2 separate regions of the Sus scrofa genome follow, and region 2 is linked to region 1. Evidence: chromatin contacts called from public Hi-C data. All regions are on one chromosome and are shown on one strand. The core of a region is the stretch at or near the end of the contact, and the rest is flanking DNA. Distances in the headings are between cores, read along the strand shown. Region 1 has its middle 15 kb from the start of BCL3. Region 2 holds the start of NECTIN2 (nectin cell adhesion molecule 2).

Region 1 (7,421 bases), core at 4,449-6,948:
ATGTGTACGAGGGATGAGCTCAGATAAAAGTTTACAGATTATGTATCACATCACAATCGAGATATAGAACATTTTCTTTTTTTTCTTTTTTCTTTCTTCTTCTTCTTTTTTTTTTTTTTTTGTCTTTTTAGGGCTGCACTCAGGACATATGGAGGTTCCCAGGCTAGGGGTCTAATCAGAGCTACAGCTGCCGGCCTTCGCCACAGCCACAGCCATGCAAGATCCAAGCCGCATCTGCAACCTACACCACAGCTCACGGCAATGCCGGATCCCAAACCCACTGAGCAAGGCCAGGGATTGAACCTGCATCCTCATGGATGCTAGTCGGGTTCTTAACCTGCTGAGCCATGACGGGAACTCTGATATCGAACGTTTCCGTCTCCCCCAAAATACCCTGTGCCCCATTTGCAGCCCAACCCTCCCTTTGTCCCCAGTACCTGGCAGCCACTGGTTTGTTTTTCACGCCTAGAGTTTTGCTTCTCCAGAACATCATAGAAATGGGATCATACAGGAGTTCCCGTTGTGGCTCAGCAGAAACAAATCTGACTCGTATCCATGAGGACTCGGCTTCCATCCCTGGCCTTGCTCCGTGGGTTAAGGATCCAGCGTTGCCATGAGCTGCAGTGTAGGTTCCAGGCGCGGCTTGGATCTGGTGTTGCAGTGGCTGTGGTGTAGTGTAGGCCAGCAGTTGTAGCTCTGATTAGACTCCTAGCCTGGGAACCTCCATATGTCCTGAATGCGACCCTAAAAAGGCAGAAAAATTGTTTTGTTTTGCTTAGAGTAAAACGCACTCTTTTGGCTGTACTGTTCTGTGAGCTTTGTGACACACACAGCCGGGTAGCTGCTACCAGCATCTAAATGCAGATGGTTGCCATTACCCCCCAAACCCCTCCCGCTGGCCCGCTGCGGTCACCCCCTCCCCCATCCCACCCCCACAACCGCAGAACTGCTGTCACTATCCAGCAGCCTTTTTCCGAAGGTCTTTGAAATGAATTAACAGGCCTTTTGAATCTAGCTTCTTTCACTCCTGCCTGTGAGATGCATCAGAAGCCTGTTGCATTTCATCTCCACCCCCCCACCCCCCGCCCCCGCCTGCCCCGTCGACCAGCAGAGGAACATGGGGGCTGTTTTTCAGCTATTGGTGGTTCTGAAGAGAGAGCTGCTATAAAGAGGCGCGTGCTGGGCCTTGTGTGACCTTAGGCTTTCATTTCTCTTGGGTAAATACATATTTAACCTCTGGGGAGACTGGCAAACTCTTTTCCAAAGTGGCTGCTCTGGTTGGCGACTGCAACACCAGATCCGGCAGCGCTTGTGGTTGCAGCGCCTCCATGTGAGTCCTGTTCTGTGAGATGGGGCTGCACTCTTGGCCACCGAGCCACCCCGCGCCTGGAAAACAGTGATTGCAACAAAAGCTCTTTCCCCCTTGGTCATCATGCATGCAGTTGCTTAAAAAAAAAAGAACGAGGAAGCAATTCTGGGCTGATGTGCTGCGATGCGATCTCCTAGATGTATGTCTGGGAGGAAAGCACAGGAGGCTGAGGTGTAAGGGTGTTTGCCATTTTTGGAAAGATCTGCATACATTTATTTATTTATTTGCTTTTTAGGGCCACACCCACGGCATATGGAGGGTCCCAGGCTAGGGGTCAAATCAGCTGTAGCCTCTGGCCTACACCACAGCCACAGCAACATCAGATCTGAGCCACGTCTGCAACCTACACCACAGCTCATGGCAATGCCGGATCCTTAACCCACTGAGCGAGGCCAGGGATCGAACCAGCAACCTCATGGTTCCTAGTCCGATTCATTTCCGCTGCCCCACACGGGCGCTGCTATACATGTTTTCCTGTCCATGTATAGACTACCTCTGGGTTAAAACGGGTAAGATAAGAGCGGGAACTGGGAGGCGGCAATGGGACTGGGGAGGGGCCGGGCAGGGGTCGTGGTGGATAAGCCCCTTCTCACTCCCGAGTTGTGCTTTTTGGATTTTGAAACTTGTGAGTGTTGTCCAGGGTCACGATAGACAACAGGCAACCCATCTGCCCCACCAGCAGGTGTTTCAGGCCTTGCTCTGGTTGGGAACAAATAAGTTCCAGCCCTTGGGGAGTCAGAGTCTCGCCTCTCCGACGGATGGTCAGTGAGACAAGGGAAATAGAGCCGATGTCAAGTATTTGCTGTGGAGAAAAAAGGTTGGGGGGAGAGATGGGGAGAGGTTTAAAGATTTTATAAATCATCTGGAGGCCCCTATAAGGAGTGACACTGGGGAAAGATATGAAGGAGGGGAGAGAAGGAGCCCTGCCGACATCTGGGGGAGAGTAGTCCACGTGGAGGAACAGCAAGTGCGAAGGCCCCGAGGTGGACGGCACTGGCTGGCTGAGTGTGCAGGGGGAGGATGGAAGCAAGAGTGGGGAGATGAGAGGGGGAGGGAGGGTCGAACAGATGGGTCTGGTCTGGTGGGTCGCTATGGGGACTTCGACTTTTACTCGGAGGGAGATGGGAGCCATGTGAGGGGTATGATCAGTTTCTTTCTTTCTTTCTTTCTTTCTTTCTTTCTTTCTTTCTTTCTTTCTTTCTTTCTTTCTTTCTTTCTTTCTTTCTTCCTTCCTTCCTTCCTTCCTTCTTTCCTTCTTTCCTTCTTGCTTGCTTGCTTGCTTTTTAGGGCCACAACTGCAGTGTATGGAAGCTCCCAGGCTAGGGGTCAAATTGGAGCTACAGCTGCCGGCCTACACCACAGCCACAGCAACTCCAGATCTGAGCCACGTCTGCAACCTACACCACAGCTCATGGCAATGCTGGACCCTTAACCCACTGAGCGAGGCCAGGGATCGAACCTGCATCCTCATGGATCCTAGTTGGGCTTGTTACTACTGAGCCACAATGGGAACTTCCAGGGGTATGATGTGAATTAGGATTTAATAGAGTCCCTCTGGCTGGACACGAGCAGGCGTCAGGCTGCATAGTGCCCAGCAGGCCAGGGGCTGCGGCGCTTCTCCCGAGAGCACTGGGGAGCCACAGCAAGCTCTGAGCAGGGGTCAGAATTAAAAAAGACCCCTTTGGTTGTGCAGGGGGACCAGCTGTGCCTCCAGAGAGCAGGTGACTTGGGTGGGGAGGGTAGTTGGGGGAGGAATGAAGAGGATTGCGGGGCGGGGCGGGGCGGGGGGGGGGGCGTGCTGCTTCTGGGGCCACCATCAGCCAGTGTCCCAAGGCTGAGTTCTGCCTGAACTCAGCGAGTCTGCACAAGCATGCAAAGCGGCAGCCCCTTTTCACAGCTGGGGAAACAGGCCACAAAATTTCCAGGGAACTGCAGTGGGGGACATTTGAACCCACACCACCTCCCTCTGCGAGGCTGAGATGCGGCCCTGCCCATCCCTGACTCTCCTGGCCAGCCTCGGGGCGGGGCGGGAGGGGGCGTCCTCGGGTGGGTTAGGCCGCCACTCCTTCCCCCTCCCTCCCTCCCTCCTGGCCCCGGAGCCCCAAGCCCAGCTTTGGACTTTATCCCCGGCCACGGCCGCCGCCCGCGCCAGTAAAAGACAGGCAAGCGGTGCCGAGGCCGGCGGGCAAAATTCCCCTACTCCCGATGCCAGGGGAGTTACCCAGGGCGCGGAGGGCAGAGGGCAGGTGCGGAGAAGAGGGCAGAGGGGGAGCTCCCGCAGCGGGACCGGGCCTGCGGCCTCGCTGCTCTGTGTCCCATTTCCCTCTCGGTCAAACAGGCGTGGCTGCTTCCACCGCAGCAAGAAGAACCCGCAGTGGCAAAGGAACCTTCCCCTCGTGTCTGAGGGGGAGACAAAGTTTCCCCAGTTTGATGGGGGAGAGGAGGAGCCCGATGGCAACGACAAGGAGCTCTCACCGAATCTGCGGAGGGAGACAGGACTTTCAGATGGGGAGGGGGAGATAAATCCCGGTTCCCCGGATGGAGAACAGGCGTCTAATCTGGATTTCCAGTCTGGTGCTGGGCGGTAGGAAGGACTCACGTCGAAGTGTGAGATGATGCGTTTCTAATCTGAGGGAGGAGACGGGTAGCTCCAGTCTGATTGGGGGGGGGGGGCGGCAAGAATTCCCCTCATCCCCCTCAGCCGCCCCGCCCGCCAGCCACGACCCCAATGTGGCTAGCCGCTCTGAGCTTCCAATGTGATGAGAGATAAGAGTGTCTGCTGCAGCTCAGCCAGCTCTTTCCTGAGTCCCCGGAGTCTGAGCAGCAGCTAAATGCTTGAACTGTCACCGTTAGCAAGCTCCAGAGCTGGAGGGGCCAGGGCCGAGGGACACAGAGGCCAAGGGTTTGTGGGATTTGCTCCAGGGACCCAGGGGCAATTGTGGGCCTGACTCCCTTTTGCGAGCTCAGACCTGGCTGGTGGTGTCCTGGCGCCACCTAGCGGTGGCTGTAGACCAGGCCTCCCCTCCAGAGCTGGAGGACATTGGAGCCCCCAGGAGTCCAGGACCACCTCTCTCCGACTTAGGGGCAAGTTCTTCCCGCCCTCCGAAAAAGGAAAGCCACTTGTGATTCTGCGGTTTCATCGCGTTCATCCTCCAGGTGGCTGGGGGGGAGTGTCTTTCCGACTTACAAGCCTACTCCTGTCTCTCCTCCGCTCACAGATTGTCCATGGCTCCCCAGTGCCTTGGAAGGCAGCTCACACACAGGCCCGACCACCCTGTGTTTCGGCTGAACGTGAAGAGTGTTTGGAGCACGTCACACTCAGAACTCACCTTCAGGCCTTTGCACAGGCCGTTCCCTCTGCCTGGAACACCCTTTCTTGCCTCTTTGCCAGCATCTCTCCTTCTCTTCCTCCAAGTCTTGGAGTAGATGTCTCCTCCTCCAGGAGCCCCTCCCCGGTGCCCCAAGTCAGGGTCGCAGTCTCATGGGAAGGGCTAGGTCCCCATAGGGCTTGACCCTAGTGCCTTACTCCAGGGCATGTTTGTTTGCATGGATGGATGGATGGATGCCAGGCTAAAGAGTTTGCCAGAGAACAGGCAGAGGAGAGTTTAATCAGAAGAGGGACAAGGTCAGATTTAAAAAGCCCCTCTCTTAAGCCCTGGCCTTTGCATATGCTGTTCCCTCTTGCTGGCACATTTGCACCTATGAATCCCGCTTATCTTCTGGGTGGAGCCACCCCCTCCTCCAGGAAGCCCTCCCTGACCCCTCCAGCGGGCTGGGTCAAGCATCCACCGACTCAGCCTCCTGGGCTCCCCCATCTCAGCCCTGATCAATGCTAGGTTGTCACTGCCTGTGACAGGTCTGTCCCCCCTACTGGGTCCTGGGAGGACAGGACTGGGTTCTGATCACCCATTGCCTTCTCTGTCCAGCTTGCAACAGAGAGGTCCTTCTGTCCGGACCTGGGTTTCGATCCTGACGCCCCCACTCACAGTGTCTCGGGTGAGTTTGGGCCTCTCCCAGAGCCCCAGTTTTCTCGTGAGAAATGTGAAAAGAATGGTTGGTTCCTCTCCCAGCCTCGCAGGGCTGTGGTGGGACATCAAGAAGATGAGACCCTGGGTCCTGAGGTGACCGCATGCCGGGTGACTGTGGGTGACCCACTTCCCCTTTTGGGGTCCATCTGGCTGGATGAATGGGTGGCAGGGGCCCCATCCTGCTGGGACATTCTAGAAGGCCGGCACGGGGCTTCCCAGGGCGGGAGGGTCAGGGACGGGCAGAGGGAAGAGGTGTCTGCTGGGTTAGGGGAAAACCAGCCTTCCCCATCATAAAACGGATGACAGGAGGGAAACAAACAAGACCGGCTCCACTGGGGCGTGAGGGGAAGTTGGTGGAGAGGATAAGGGGCCCCTCGAGGTGGGTGAAAACCACAGTCCGCAACTTGTGCCAACTTCCCTCCCGGAGCCTGTGTGCCTCGGGGTCCAGGGCGACGGCTGGATCACTGTCCTCTGAAATGCCACGCACCTCCATTCCAGCCTCCCCCTCCATCCCGCTCCACCGGGGCCTTCCAGCTTCATGCGCCTCCGCTGCTGCCACAGTTCCATCCTGCACCGGGTGTGTGGGGGGGGCACTCGCCTCTTCTTTCGCTCCCCCTGCATCCAGCCCATCAGCAGAGGCCACTGGCTCCACCTTCAAAGTCTCTGCTCACCTCCGAGGCCGCCATCCTGGTCTGGCTGCCTTCACCTCCTGTCATCACTGCTGTCACCTCCATACTGGGTTCCCTGTCCTTACAAGTGCCTTCAACAGTCTCTTCCAACAGGGGGCCAGAGGGATCCTGTTAGGACCGGAGCCAAAGCCCGTCCAGCCCCTGCTCAGAGCCCTCCTGGGGCTCCCACCTCCTTTGAGGTGACGGCCAAAGTCCACTGGAGCCTTCAAGGGCCCGCATGAACTTTGTCCCCCCTCTGCTCTTACCTCCCCACTTTCCCACCACCCTGCACTCCCTCCACATCTGCCCTCCTGCCTCCTAGCCTTGGCACATCCTGTGCCCTCCATTTGAAATGATTTTCCTGCTGACTTTCCACCCAGCTCCTCTGATCCTTCAGGTCTCACCTGTGATAGGCTGAATAATGCCCCTCTCCAAAGAGATGCATGTCTGAAACTCTGGAACCTGCGAATGTTCCCTCCTAGGACAGAAGGGCCTGGGCAGAGGGAGTCAAGTTCAGGATGGTGAGACAGGGGAGATTAGCCTGTATGATCTGGGTAGGCCCGAAATGCCACCACGGGTGTTCCCGTTGTGACTCAGCAGGTTAAGAACCCGACTAGTGTCCATGAGGATGTGGGTTTAATTCCTAGTCTTGTCTAGTGGCTTAAGGATCCAGGGTTGCTGCATTTTTCGACATAGGTCACAGACACGGCTGAGATCCCTGCGTTGCTGCGGATGTGGCGTAGTCCTATAGCTGCAGCTCTGATTCGACCCCTAGTCTGGGAACTTCCATATGCTGCTGTAAAAAGAAAAAAAAAAAAAAAAATGCAAGCACAAGTATCCTTGTAAGGAGGAGGCAGAGAGACTTGACCAGAGAAGAGATGGTGATATGACAAGAAAAGCCAAGACTGGAGCCATGCAGCCACAGCTAAGGAATGGTGGCAGCCACTGGGAGCTGAAAGAGGCCAGGAGAGGATGTTCCCCCCTGGAGCCTCCAGAAAGAACCAGCTCTGTGGACCCCTTAGCCCTGCAAGACTCATTTTGGACTTCTGACCTCTGGAACTCTAAGAGAATACATTTCTGCTGCTTTATACCACTGTTGGTGGTGATTTGTTACAGCAGCCACAGGAAACGGATACCCACTTTCAGCATCACCCCACTGGGAGGCTCCTCTGGATGCCCAGCTTGAATTACTTTCTCTGGTGTTTCTCTCTCCGAACCCAGAAGCTTTTCTATCAGATCATCGTGACCCTTTGTGATGACCTGTTAACACCTGTCCCCCACTCTGGGCTAGGAGCTTCGTGAGGCCAGAGTTCCAGGTATCTTGGTCTGTATTTGTTCCTGTGACTTTACATGCGA
Region 2 (6,885 bases), core at 2,362-4,861, 79 kb before region 1:
CTGGCCTCCTCCTGCTGCAAGTGCTGTTTCTCTGATCTCTGTGTCTCTCTCTGCCTCTGCTTCTTAGGGTCTCAACTTCTAAGGCCTCTGCCTTTGTGTCTCAGAGTCTCCACCACTTTTACCTGTATCTCCCAGGGGCTCCAGCTCTCTGCTCTCAGTGTCTGTCTCTTTCTCTAACAGCCTTTTTTTTTTTTTTTTTTGCTTTTTAGGGCCGCACCCACGGCATGTGGAGGTTCCTAGGCTAGGGGGCAAATCAGAGGTACAGCTGCCAGCCTACCCTACACCACAGCCACCGCAACACCAGACCCTTAACCCACTGAGCAAGCCCAGGGATCGAACCCGCATCTTCATGATACTGGTTGGATTCATTTCTGCTGTGCCACACGGGAACTCCCTAATAGCCTTATTGAGATCTAATTCCCACACCATACGATTCGCCCATTTAAAGTGTGCAGTTCAATTGGGCTTTTAATAAATTCATAGCATCCACCACCACAAACAATTTCAGAACATTTTCATCAGCCCCCAAGGATCCCAGCTGTTCTCAAAGTCTCTTCTGTCTCTGCTGTCTGTCTGATGGCTGGGTCTTCCCGGGTCTGGGTCTCCTAGTCTCTGGAATCTGGCTCCCTGCAGACTCCTGGGGTCTCTAATCTCTTCAGGCTTCTGGGTTCCATTCCTCAGAGTCTCTGTTCCTCGGTGTCTCTGACCCTTGCTCTCTCTGCCTCCTGGGTCCCCCCCTCTCTGCATGTCTCTCTGCACCTCCAGCCTCCTTTCTCTTTGCGGGGCCATCTCACTGGGTCCCTTCCTCTCCTCCCCCTCTTGCTCCATTTCTTAGCATCGCTGGGACATTAAAAATGTAACAGTGTCCCTGGTAGGGGCGGGGGAGCTGGCTGGCGCGCCCAACTCCCAGTCCCTCCCATGTCCAGCACTCCCTGCGGCCCCCACACACTGCTGGCCTTGAGGCTCGCCTGTGCCCTGACCTCCCTGGGTCATGGCCTCACCATCACTGACGGCTGGGGTTCTTTGGGCTCCCCAACTTTCACCAAATCCTCGGCTCTCTATTTATGCTGTTCCTGTCTTCATCCTGATAGCCATCCAGCTCCTTTCCCCCTGCCTTTCTCTGTCCCATCCTAGTGTCTCTCCAACCCATCCCTGTAGCTGTATGTCATTCCATCCCTCGGTTCCATTCCTGTGTCTCTGACCACGACTCCAAATTTTTTCTGACGTCCTCCCTCTTTTGGCTTCTGCCCCCATCCCTGTAGCTCTAGCCTCTCCCTGTATCCTTCTCCCCCTTCTCCTCCCAACCCCGCTCCCCAGGATGCGAGCAGACACCCCCCCCCCCGTTCCCCCGGTTCTCCCCAGTCCAGTCCTCCTTCCCTAACAAGAAGAGACAGCAGGCAGCGGTCCCCTCTCCTTCCATCCCCCTCCACTACCATGGGGCTGCCTGGCTGACAGGGATGAGCAGTGAAAGCTGGGAGGACTGGGGAGGGGAGCTGGCCCAGTAAGAAGCCCAGGTGGTGCCCCCTCATTCCTGGGGGCCAAGGAGGGGGCAGGCGGAGGCGCTGGGGACAGGGAGACAGAGACGGATGGAAAGGAGACAGTGAGGGCGAGAAAGGAGGAGAGAAAGAGCTTGGAGAGAGATTAGAGAGCCAGAGGAGCTGAGAGGGAGAGGGTGAGAGACAGAGAGAGGAAGAAGGGGGGGAGTGAGGGAAGGAGCAGAGGGAGAGAGAGGAGAGGGAGGGAGAAAGGGAGGGGAGAGAGAGCAGAGAGCAAAAGCACTAGGATGGAGGGTCAGGAAAGGGGAAGACCTCCCCATCAAGTGCCACCCCTAAATCCTCCCAATGGCCTTGCAGGAAAGAACTATGATATCTGCTGTGCTAAGGAGGAAATGGAGGCTCAGGGCCGCTTGCTGAAGCCCTCGGGAGGAGGGGGGCGGGGGGAGTGGTGCTGTTCTCAAAGTCTCTTCTGTGTCTCTGCCATCTGAAGGCTGGGTCCTCCTGGGTCTGGAGGATCCTGGGAAAGGCTCTCAAGTCTGCAGGTGGCTGTGGATCCTGGGAAAGCGGTTTGCCCTTTCTAAGACTCTGTTCCCTCCTCTGCAAAATGGGAACAGGAACTGAACCTGTCTCCTGGGGGTGATCCGGCGCCTTCCACAAGACCACGCACCGAGTCCCCACCGGGTGCAAGGGGGGAGGGGTGGATTCTGAGCATTCTCCTAGAGGTGGCGGGGTCTGACTTTATCTCCCTATCTCCCACACAAGAGGGAGAGGCAGGTGATGGAAGCGGCAGTCCCTGACTCCAGGTGGAATCTGGGAGACAGTTCAGAGACCTGCTGGGAAAAAAGACCAGAGGCAAGACCAGAACTTCCCCAAGTTGCCTCCGCACTTTCTGGTAAACCTTTGGGAAACTCCAGTACACTAAGTTTCTAGCTGGGAATAAACAGCCCAGTCACCTGCAAGGGGCGGGGCCGGAGCCTCCTTCACCTGTTTCCTCCCAGCCCCTCCCTCTCCTAGGTCTGCGCCCCTCCCCTCTGGGAGGTGGAGGGAACAGGAGGGGGCTAGAGCGGAGGGAGAGAGAGGGGGGATTAGGGCGGCGTCTCCTCCCGTCCACCCCCCGCAGCGGCTCCGAGGACAAAGGCACGACTACAGGAAAGATAAGGTCCCGAAACCGGGAGTCTGGAACCGGGAGCCAGGAGAGCCCCCGCCCGGCCCGGCCCGGCCCCGCCCGGCCCGGCCCGGCTCGCCCAAAGTGAAACCCGGAAAACTTCCCTAGGGGCCTCCCCGCCGACGGCTCACAAGGAACGGGAAGGGTCCCGGCCGGCGGGACTCGGCCTCCTTAGTCTACCTGAAACACAGCCCACCGAGCCTCCAGTTTCCAGGCAGGGCCTCAGGCCCTGCATTTTATCTAGTACCCGAGTCGGGATTCCTGCCCACATGTGTATCTGCATCTCACGAGACATTCCAATGCCCCACAATTAAATCTGGAGCCCAGGAGACAGGGCGTTTGCCCTCCCCTTCTCCCAATTCTGTCTGGCACCGAGCAGACAGAGCCCTCGGCTCACCACACGGAACTCCTAAGTTTGAGCCCTTCCTGCCCTCAACTCTACCAGGACCCCGGCGTCCGTAGCCCCTAGCCTTCACACTACCTGGCACCCAAGAGACAGAGCTCTCACCCTCTAATTTTTCTGAGGCCCAGGAGTCAGCCCCAGTCCCTGGTTTTCTGGGGCCCGGGAGTCAGAGCCTCGGGAATCCTGAGGCCCGGGATTGGAGCCCTCAGGCCCTTCCCCAGGTCGCCCGAATTGTCATTCTTGGCCCTCCAAGAGGCCCAAAGTGCTAGTTCCCCGCCCCTCTCGAGGACCTCGGCATCTGGCTCCCTGCCCTCAATTCTCCCCAGGCCTCAGACTCCCAACTCCAGGAGAAGGAAAGATTGGGGGGGGGGGTCTCGATTCATCATCTCGACCCTCTGCTGGGGTGGGGAAGGGGAGGGGTTCGCGCGCGCCAGGGAGGCGTCTGCGGTTTCTCACGGGTTTCCCGGAGCAGTAGTAGCAGCAACGGCAGTAGCGGCAGCGTCGGCGGCGACAATCTTGACGGCGGGAGGGCTGCGGCCCGGGCCATGGGGGGCCCGGGGAGGGGGACCGGGACCGGGCGGGGGCCTGAGGGCCACTCTGCGAGCGCCAATCGGTTGAGAGGACGACCAGGTGCCTGGGTGGCTCTGGCTCCCGGCCGGTTCCTGCCGCGCTCTCTTCTCCCGGCTTGGCTCTCGCTGCCTGGCTCTTCCAGCTCGTTGCCCCCCGGTTCCTAGCTTCTTTCTGGCTTCGGACTCGCTGACGTCACAGGATCCACCCCTTTCCTCCCCCCAAGAGCCGACCCGATCCCAGGCTCCGGCCACGCCCCCTCATGCTGTTCTGACCCGCCCCCTCCTGGGAGGCCCTGTCCGCGCCTCCCCAGGATTCAACGCCCGCCCCGCCCCCAGCATTCCTCTCCCTCCCCTTCCTGCTCCTCCCCAGGATTCCAAGTTCGCCCTTCCCAGGGTTCTTTGATCACAGCCTCCTTGCCCCAGAATTCTATCTTTGCCCTCTCCCAGCGTTCAAGCTCCGCCCCCTAGCGTTATTGCCACGCCCCTTTACTCAAGGTTGCCCTCGTGCCCCGCCCCCTGTCTAAGGGGCGCTGTAGTCACGCACGCGTCGGAGCTTTCGGCTGTCTCCGCCCCCGTGAGGCTCCGCCTTTCGCGGTGCACCCCGCCCACCCGTTCTCCGCCCCTTCTCGGGAGCTCAGTCCTGGCCTCGGCCCCGCCCCAAAGACTAACCCGTCCCCTTCAGTTTTAGTCCCTGCCTTCTCGTCACACCTGCGTGAGGAGCGTGGGTTCTCATAGGCCCGCCCCCCTGGAACCCCGCCCCCACGCAGAGTCCCCACCCCCTTCCCTGCCTCTCGAATTCCCTAGTTCTCACCCCGTGCCTACTGTCGTTCGTATCTGTGCGCATCTCAGCCTGTCCTCGTCGCTTTCTAATCTCTGCTTGGGACTCTAGGAGTCGCTGCATCGTTTCTTTTTAAATTTCTCTTTTAGTGTCTCTTTGTGTCTATTTTTTGCCTTTCTTTTTCCGTCCCTGTTTCTCTATCTCTGGGTTTTTCAGTCTTCACGTTTCGCTGTCACTTTGTGTAGCTGGTCTCTTTCTTTCTGGTGTCTTTCTATTGCTGTTTCTGTGTCACTTGATCCTTGTCTCTTTTCCATCCCTTTGTCTCTGTCTGCGTCTCTGGGTCTCTGTCTTCCTCTATGTGTTCCTATCTGTGTCTCTCTGCCTCTTTCTGTGTCTGTCTCTGTCCTTATGTCTCAATGGGTGTTTCGGTGTCTCTTTCCGTGTCTCTTGTTTCTCTCTGCGTCTCTCTTAACCTCCCTTCCCTCTCCGCATCCCCCAGTCCTCTCGGGTGTCTGGTCCTCACCAGTTCCTTTCCGCGGCCGCCCGCCAGGGGGCAGCACAGACCAGCCCCCCGCATTCCGCTGGCCCTGCCGCCCGGCTAGGGCCTCCAGACACCGTTGGTCCCTCCCCGCGTCCTTGTCCCACTTCTCTTATCTTTCCAGCCTCCTTGCGTCTTTGTTGTCTCTCGCTCTGACTCGGCCCCTTTGTCTCTCCTCAGAGGCTCCCGCTTCTCCCCACCCCCACCTACCTCTTCACATTCTTTGGGCTGCGGAGGTGGCGGGGAGCTGGTGAGGCCACCCAGCGTGTAGGGGTGAGGGGGGGAAGCAGGAGGCCAGAGGGAGGGGATGCCACTGAGCTCCTGAAATCCTTCGGTTCCTGTTCATCTGAATGAAAACTGATCAGCTGGGGGCAGATGCCTGGGAACTTCTTGCTTTACCAAAAGGAACGTCCCCCTCCGAACTTGCCATCCTTTCCACCTGCTGCACACCTGAGCTTTCTTCCCCAGATGGGCAAGATCTTAAGTCGTGGAGACTGTTTCTGATGGGCATTCACATCTTGGTAATAATACTTTTTTTTCTTTTTCCTTTTTGTCTTTTTAAGGCCGCACCCGCAACACATGGAGATTCCCAGGCTAGGGGTCCAATCGGAGCTGTAGTCGCTGGCCTATGCCACAGCCACAGCAATGCCAGGTCCAAGCCGGGCTGCGATCTGCACCAGAGCTCACGGCAACGCCGGACTGAGCGAGGCCAGGGATAAAACCGCGACCTTATGGACGCTAGTCAAGTTTGTTAACCACGGAGCCACGACAGGACCTCCTTTAATAAATGTATTTAGCACTTACTTTGTGCCAGCCGCTGATACAAAGGCTCTAGAAGTATTGTCTCAAATAACCTCCACAGCACCAATGTGAGGAAACCAAGGCAGAGAGAGATGAAGTGACTTGAACCAAAGTCACAGAGTTTGCTACTTGGCAGTTAATTCTGCACAAGAATCCAATGATGGGAACACCATCAGTGACCCCCATGTCATTGAAAAGTAGTACGCAGAGCACAGAGTGGTTTTTTGCCCCATGCTGCCCGGCAAGCAGGTAGCAGATAATGCGTATCTCAGGCTCAGCACTAGTCTGGTATGAGGCCAGCTAGATAAATACAGAAGTCTCCCTTCATCTGCCATTGCAGCTACCCTGAAGTCAACCACAGTCTGAAATATTTAATGGAAAATTCCAGAAGTAAAAATGCTGAAGCTTTTTTTTTTTTCTTTTTTTAGGGCTGCACCATGGCACATAGATATTCCCAGGCTAGGGGTCGAATTGGAGCTACAGCTGCCTACCATGGCCACACCCACAGCAATGTGGGTTCAGAGCCTCCTCTGTGACCTACACCACAGCTCATGGCAACCCCAGATCCCTGACCCACTGAGCAAGGGCAGGATGGAATCCGAATCTTTGTGGATACTAGTTGGGTTCGTTAACTGCTAAGCCACAATGGGAACTCCAAAACTCATAGGTTTTAAGTCATTCTGAGTAGCATGATAAAATCTCCCTTTGTCTAGTGTATCTCACCTTATATGCTTACCTGCCCCTTGTCACTTAGTAGTGGAATCACAGTGCTTATATCCAAGGAACCCTTACTTTACTTTATAATGTCCTTAAAGCCCAAGAGTAGTGATGTTGGCAATTCTGATACTCTCTTACTGTGCCTCATTTACAAATTAAAGTTTGTGGAGTTCCCGCTGTGGCGCAACGGGATGGGCGGCGTCTTGGGAGAGCTGGGATACAGGTTTGATTGCAGGGCCAGGCACAGTGGGTTAAGGATCCAGTGTTGCCGCAACTGCACCTTAGGTCAAAACGGCAGCTCGGATCTGATCCCCTGGCCTGGGAGCTCCATATAATGGGGGTCAGCCAAAAAAAATAAAAAATAAAAAAAAAAAATAAAAACCCCCCAAACCAAAACAAACAAACAAAATTAAAGTTT

What was found. A called contact is a pair of places that touch in the nucleus more often than the background predicts.
Region 2: a Hi-C map of alveolar macrophages shows a contact between it and region 1, with 2.2 times the contacts expected there. The contact joins the promoter of NECTIN2 here to the enhancer-like site in region 1. A contact is called at or near these places in 1 of 5 promoter capture datasets (skeletal muscle), 4 of 47 Hi-C or Micro-C datasets (alveolar macrophages, embryonic fibroblasts, mesenteric adipose tissue and 1 more) and 2 of 2 datasets of contacts at active chromatin or transcription factors (alveolar macrophages and skeletal muscle).

Annotation. Positions count from the first base shown.
Region 1 is chr6:51,236,843-51,244,263 of Sscrofa11.1, reverse strand. No RefSeq gene overlaps it. Among named protein-coding and RNA genes, the nearest start is that of BCL3, 15 kb to the left of the region's middle. Within about 2 kb of position 5,698, at least 11 of the 83 cell types and tissues checked have an H3K27ac peak or open chromatin away from gene starts, as enhancers often do. A contact at or near this core is called in alveolar macrophages, where this site is marked.
Region 2 is chr6:51,314,383-51,321,267 of Sscrofa11.1, reverse strand. NECTIN2 (nectin cell adhesion molecule 2) reads right to left here and starts at 3,611. Exons shown (of 6, transcript NM_001097494.1): 1 at 3,521-3,611. The coding sequence starts at 3,611.